Regions from separate parts of the Triticum aestivum genome. Here region 2 is linked to region 1. A link is a contact called in public Hi-C data. All regions are on one chromosome and are shown on one strand. The core of a region is the stretch at or near the end of the contact, and the rest is flanking DNA. Distances in the headings are between cores, read along the strand shown.

Region 1 (3,631 bases), core at 783-3,282:
TGTTGAGACCAAGACATTCCAATCCGACCACAAGAATCTTGATCTCTAGCCTTCCCCAAGTTGCTTTCCACTCAAATCGTCTTTCCACCATAGCCAAATCAGTGAGAGACAGTTGAGTGTTGGGGAGACTATTTTGAAGCACAAGAGCAAGGAGTTCATCATCAACACATCATCTATTACATTTTGGAGAGTAGTGTCTCCTAGATTGGTTAGGTGTTGCTTGGGAGCCTCCGACATGTCGTGGAGTTGAACCAAGAAGTTTGTAAGGGAAAGGAGATCGCCTACTTCGTGAAGATATACCTGAGTGAGGAAAGTGGTGATGGCCATGGTAGTATAACAAGGTTGCTTCTTCGTGGGCCCTTCATTGATGGAGCCCCCCGTGGACTCGCGCAACCGTTACCCTTCGTGGGTTGAAGTCTCCATCAACGTGGATGTATGATAGCACCACCTATCGGAACCACGCCAAAAATCTCCGTGTCTACATTGTGTTTGCCTTCTCCAAATCCTTCCTTTACCTTCATATACAATGTTTTACTTTCCGCTGCTACACTTTTAGAATTGCATGTGTAAGTTGATTGCTTGACTTGTACTAGTTGCTAAAATGCGCCAACACTTAAAATTGGGAAAAGGTTAGATATTTATTTAGTCAAGTAGTCTAATCACCCCTCTCCCCCCCCCCCCACCTCGAGACCTACTTTCGATCCTACACAACGACGCGAGGATCAACTTCCCCTTTGAGATGGCTACGCTCCACCTCGTCCCGCCGGAGCCGGGGGTGGTGGCTGCTTGGATGGCGCGGGAGGACCGAGAGACGTGGAAGCACCTCGAGGCCGAGGCCACCGACGAGGCCTACATGGATGAGCTCCACCGACAGTACCCGGAGCTCGTGGAGGCCGATCGGACGAAACTCGTCGTCAATAACGACGAAGTTATCGTCATCTCCGACGACGAGGGCGGCAACGAGGGTGGCGAGGACAAGATCGATGTCGAGGAGTAGCGGAGCGTCTTCGTCAACGACGACGACGACGACACCGGCCCGAACCCAGCTCGCGCCGAGGGTAGCCTCACCTGGAAGGACCGGCTCGACCTCCACTTCGGCCGAATTTAATTTAGGGTTAGTTCTAGTTTAAATTTATATTTAATGTTCGATTACGAGGACTTTCTATGTTGAACTTTATGTTTAAATGCATCATCTTTCGGTTAAAATTTGATTGAATTTGCACAAATTTAGTTTTACTCCGCTAACTATAGAGGATCGGCTAGGTCCGATACTCCACTAAGGTATATACTCCCTTAAGTTTTAGTTTTAGGGGATCAGTTAGAAATGCCCTAACTATACTCGGAACTCGTAGCGTGACAACCAAGTAAAAAAGATAGAACTTTTAGAGAACGTTTGGCAAAAAGAATCGTTAGAAAATGATAAGAGTTATTGCAAATCCCAGCACAATTCTAACTCTTGATTCCAGGAAAAGAACTTGCATGCGGATTCTGCGAAGAAAGGTGCATTTCACCTCGAGTGTTTTAGCTCCGTCCGCAGCCAGAGGTGGCTTTCACTTGAGTTTTGACGAAAGGTGCCTTTCAAAGTTCCAGCGGGTTACTGTAGCGATTAAGTAGGAGCAAAACTCGCCGTCACCTTTTCAAAGCCTGCTTGTGTGGGCAAATCCAACACGGTTCGTCAAAATTGACACATCAAAGACGCGCTTGGATGTGACCGCAGACAGCGGTGGAGTAGACGGCCATCCAACTGTGTGAATCCAATGTTCGCATTAGCTCAAACGGATAATTCAAACAGACATGCAAACCGAACAATATTTATTAAAATTTGATGATATATTTAGAATCTAACAAAGTTCAACTAAACTAGATCTTCCACTCAAAGAAAAAAGAGACTAAACCAGATCAATTGAGCTGAGCTGGTGGGCACCTACCCGTACGTGGCCGTGGTCGTGGCGAGTCGTCAAGGTGGCAGTGACCGCCACCACCAAATGGCCATGGAGTAGGTCGTATCGCGCGCACGGCGCGCGGCGTCCCCTTCTGGGGAAGTGGTTTACAGAGGCAGGCGTAGCCTGTCCTGTACTGTGCACCGCACAGCCGACGCCACGACTGACGAACGAACGGCGACATGTCACCGTCGATGGTGGTGGTGGATACGGCCCCGTCAGATCTTCTCTTTTACCGCGTCGTGAACTTCCCCAAGTTCCCAATCTTAGTACACATGCGACCTCGAGTTGAGTAGCAACAACGATGGTGCGGTGCATGCAGGCCTGCGTACGTGGCGCATGTCATGTCGGCATTCGACTGAACTAGAGTGCGCCGCTGCGTGCGTGCGTATCCGCAAGAGGACGCTGCAGAGTTATGCGGCCCAGACATCAGAGGAACGATGTGCAGTTCGCAGCCATCAATGTGCTTCAGTGTTTCTAGCCATGAGCCCATGATGAAGTGGATTGAAACCGCCGGTGGTTCTTCCAACAAAAAAGTGCTCCCGTGACGCCAAGCACGTACCTGTAGCGGACCCCCAGTTGAACCCGGTCGCGGTCGAGATGCCACGGCTCGACTCATGCATGCGCGCTGTACGACGCATAGCATAGGTGACGCACTGACGCGCAGATCGAGTGTCTATCCTAGCTTCAGGAACACCGTCAGAATGCGTCCTGTTGAGTGAGTGGCACGGAGAATAGCTGTCCAAGGAGAAACACAAACAGGGCGTCAACTTGACGACCATCGGTCGCCGTCCTAGTGCGCACCATCCAGGGGTAGACAAGGAACGTTTGCTAGCTACACCGTCCTGAATCAATCATTGCACCTCTTCATCATCACATATGCACATAAACCTGAATATTTGGCCTCTCGTGCGACGTAAAGTCGTTGTTTACCATGGGAGAGCAGCTTCTTCGGACTTGGCGGGAGAAGAGGAGCTGGCGATCCCAAAGAAAAGGACGCCCATTTCTTCTCTCGTGTCCTCTCGTACAAAGTAGAGCCAGTTAGGATTACGCTCGTCACGCAACACTACACCAACAAAAGAAGGTGTGCGCATCGAGCATGGGTGCCACGCTGCCCACTGCAACACATTTCACTGACAGGGAAATGTTCATGAGATGCACTTCGGCATATGCAAAAGCCAAGATGGCATTTCGAAAAAAGCATTACGTGTTTGTAAGTTAGATCCTCGTTCTGAGTTTTGTTTCATCACGGTTCTCTTTGCACGTAAGGTCTTATCAAATTTCAGAGCCTGTACTACCATGACCCCATCAATAAAAAAGCTATGTAGATATATTACAGTTTCCAAGGAGAAGATGAACTGCACATGCTGACGATGAAGTTAAGAATCTCCTTTTAATTTCGTCAAGCTCATGCCAAGCTAGGTAGGTGTGGTGCGAATATTCATGATATGCGGCTTCCTGGTTCCTCCTCCTGCTTTCCAACGACCGCGCCGAACAGGGAAGAAGAATACTGAAACACGCGGGCTGAATTGTCTTCTTCAGCAAGAGGATTTGAGGAAACCATTCCAAAAGAGAGGCTGCAATTTACTTCGAAACTGACTCACCATCGCAGAGGGAGTTGAAATTGTTACATCTCTACCAGTAGTGGATTGTAGTCATTATGCACCGGCGAATGATGCCTCCCCTGGATG
Region 2 (3,631 bases), core at 701-3,200, 300 kb after region 1:
CAAAAAACCAGAATGAGAAGCGTTTTTCTCCCTCCCTTCCCTGCTGCTGAGTCCTACTAAGTTCCAGGCCAAAACAAGAAAGAACAGACGCTTGTGGGCAACGCTTCCTCGCCACCACCACTAGCAAGCAAGCAATCTTCACCAATGCAGATCAGCAGAGGAGCCGCCGGAATCCAGCATCATGAGCTCCACCTCCACCTCATCCATCTCCTCCTCGATGCAGCACTTCCTGCACTCGTTGCTGCAGAACGCCTTCTCGCCCCTGCATTCCAACACAAAACTCAACAACTGAACACAACCACATAAAAACAGATGGAAGCAAAAATCGTTTCAGTGCTCACAGATACATGAAGGTGTCCATGTCCTCTCGCAGCCGCTTCCTACAGTAGGAGCACGAACCAGAAGTGGCACCACCAGCCGGCATCGATGGCCATGACTGCTCCTCGATGGGCTCAATGGTGAAAATCGGCCTCTTGGAACGGACGCCGTTGGGCACCTCCACCGTCTGGCCTTTCAGGATGTGCGTCGTCCTCGGGTTCGGGCCATGCTCGATCACGCAGGTGTACTCTTCATCCTCACAATCACATTGAACAAAGCCTGTGTTCTCGTTCATGGCGTCGCCATGGCCAACCGAACCGGTCTTCTGACACGATGATGCATCGGCAGCCGCCTTTGGCAGCCCAAGCTCAAGAAATGGCTTGATGGATTCAAGAAAGGAGTTCTTGCCTCCAAAGTGCAACGAGCCCTCGTCGGCGGTGAGGGCATCGACAAGGCCGAGACCGACTCTCTGGGAGCCGGTTCTGAGCTTCAGAAGATCAGCCTCGATGCCTAGCAGTCCAGTGGGCTTGAGATTGGTGCCCACGGTGTTTGATGACGGCAGGTTCTTGAAATCCAGAGGAGAGGTTGGGCTCCAGACTGAATCAGGGTCCACTGCATTCAGGCCTTTGCTGCTCAGCCGCACAAAGAGACCAGGCACCCTGAAGAATCCAATGCTCCTCTGCGCAAGGTTCTGGTCGGCGCAGTTGTCCATGGCTTGCTCTTGAGGAGCACAGGCACTAGCAAGTTGTCTCTGAAACAGTCAAACGGTTTGTTTTTTAGTATCAGATCAGTCAGCAGTGAGTGACGAGAGCAAAGAAAAGTTCAGATAGATTTCAGCTTTTGCTTTTACTCATATGGGTCAAAGGATCAATCAATCAAAGAGAACAAAAGAAAAGAACGATGATTGATTAACCGGGTACATTATTTTTTAATGAAAACTAACAAATTGCCTGCCGGTTCCAAGCACAAACATCTCATCCTTGCAAATTCAAAAAGCAAGACCGAAAACTACAGTCACTTGAACATGGTCAAGGTAAGAAAACAAGAACACCAAGCCGAACGGATAAACAGCAGAAGCTCTTCTCCCCCCAATCTTATTACTCCCAAATCCCAACAGCTGCTTCAACAAGGATTTACAGGGATGCAGTTCCGAGCTCCATAACCTGGCACTGCGACGGCCATGAAAGGGAAGGTCGAAGGCGGCATTACCACCGACCAGGAATCACGCGACACGAATCGCGGCCGAATCAAGCAACCAGTAAACGAAAGCCGTCCAATCTGAGGCCCGGACTGGGAAACCAGCCAAGAACCGCAAAAACTTCTGGGCCAAGCATACACAAATCTAGAAAGTGCGGCCGCATCTTTTCCACTCAGGGAGAGTAGTAGCAGTGGGTGTGCGTACCTCGCGGTCGATTCGACGGCCGGGCGGGGATGCTCAGGCGGTGGTGCCCCTCCTCGCGCGACGGGACTAAGAAGGGCCGGAGAGCCCTAGGGGAGAAGAAAGGGGGGAATGGGGTGGGCGAGGCTTCCAGGGCACTCTGCTTCTCGCTCTAGACTCGCTGCTGCCCCTCCCCCTCCGTGCTTTCCATGTGGTTTCTCGGGTGCGCTTGCTGGTGTGTTTATGGGGAGAAGACAAGTGTCCTCGGCGCGGACACGCAGCATGCAAAAGCAACGGGCTCGTCTCTCTCTCTCTCTCTCTCTCTCTCTCCTAGTGTAGTGTAGTTTAGTGTACAGCAGTAGTACTATTTTTGTTTTCTCTTCTCCTTTTGTTTTTTCTTTACTCGTCTGCTCTCTCCCTTTTTTTTCTTTTGTGTTTCTTGGAAGGCACTCCAGTGCTGCTCCATGTGACTAATTTTACTTTTTGGAGAACATTAACTCGAATACGCCTAAGTTTAGCGACGTAATGGTGCTGGGTCCATTGATCAGTCAGTTTAAAGCTATACGTGCCGGACAACTGGGCTCTTAAGAAAGGGTCCATCGATCAGTCAGTTTAAAGCTATCCAGATTGTTTATACTTTTTTTCGGGTCCAGATTGTTTATACCTAGAGAAAAGTTGTGCACCTGTCATTTGGATGCACCATGTATTTACCTCCCGAGGCGATATCAACACCGCGAATATATCTTGGGCCACAAAGGAATTATATGCACATTGTATTTTTTTTAGAGAAAAGGCTTGAGGCGAGCCTGACTGAATTAACAAAGACATTAACCGGACATGATTACACATGACAACAACCTGCAACAAGAAGAAAGAAAATGACCAAAAAGATACATGATGGTGTAACAACTTATAACCGAACGGCTTTACAGGCAAATCAGGAAGGTGAAGATCTAGGAAAGAGTCGACATTCACAAATCTCACCAACAAAGGCACAAGCTGAAGAACGTTGCCACACGACAAAAATCGACACAAAATATTGTATTGTCAGCGTCACAGAGCAGAACCCAACTAATCAACCACGGGGTGATGACAAACTAGAACAGAAAACTCCACCGATCGACAAAATCCCGCATAAGAGTGCCATCCTCATGCATGTGCCCCCGATAGGGCCTCCCAGAAGGGGAGCGACACAGAAACTCCGTCGTCATCCAAGAATTTGTTTGGTTCAAGAATAAGACAACCATAATTGTAACAGGATCACACATCCACTATAAAATGGAATGTACAAAATAGTAGACATGTTTTGTTCAACTTTTAAACGGACGGAAATCAATTATAATGTATGGACGTACGATTCGTGCCAAATTGTGGAATTGGCTGCAATGAAGGCATAATCGACATGTAATATTTATCAGAGGCAGTGAGATCACCACATGAATCTATATCTAACAGTAAATTGTCAAAAAATAGAATTAAAATAGAAAAATAAACCGAAGGACACAAGCATACAAATCACACCAGCCTCTTGGCGGCGGATCCACGCCAGAGCTATCACCTAGCTTTTTACATTCAACATACATGTGCCTCTCTTCATATCTTGAAAAAAAATGAACGATGAAACATATTGTGGCTCAACATCTGTCTGGAATGACAATGTAGTGATCATGCCAAGGAATAGGTGGTCGACACCTATTTTCATTTGGCGCCACATGTCGTGCTAAATTCCCGAGGGTAATCATGATGGGGATATCACACGTCGTTGGTAATCCAATGGGATGCATATGAAGAGAGGTTTTATCCGGGTTTAGGCTCTCAAGGATGAGGTAATCCCATACTTCCTGATTTTGTGCATGTATTGCTCTAATACCGTATAAGAACTATGGTTTGTGCGAATAGATGTTGCAAATCATGAGATCGCGTAGGTTGCGTGGA

What was found. Hi-C and Micro-C count contacts between places; a contact is called where the count stands out from the background.
Region 2: a Hi-C map of leaf shows a contact between it and region 1, with 4 times the contacts expected there. The contact joins the promoter of LOC123070777 here to the enhancer-like site in region 1. A contact is called at or near these places in 2 of 5 Hi-C or Micro-C datasets (both in leaf).

What each region holds. Positions count from the first base shown.
Region 1 is chr3B:538,498,584-538,502,214 of IWGSC CS RefSeq v2.1, forward strand. No RefSeq gene overlaps it. Among protein-coding and RNA genes, the nearest start is that of LOC123070775, 120 kb to the left of the region's middle. Within about 2 kb of position 2,033, at least 1 of the 8 cell types and tissues checked has an H3K27ac peak or open chromatin away from gene starts, as enhancers often do. A contact at or near this core is called in leaf, where this site is marked.
Region 2 is chr3B:538,794,342-538,797,972 of IWGSC CS RefSeq v2.1, forward strand. LOC123070777 (FCS-Like Zinc finger 8) reads right to left here and starts at 1,951. Exons shown (of 3, transcript XM_044494116.1): 1 at 1,721-1,951; 2 at 342-1,069; 3 at 1-262. The coding sequence starts at 1,030. The coding sequence ends at 139.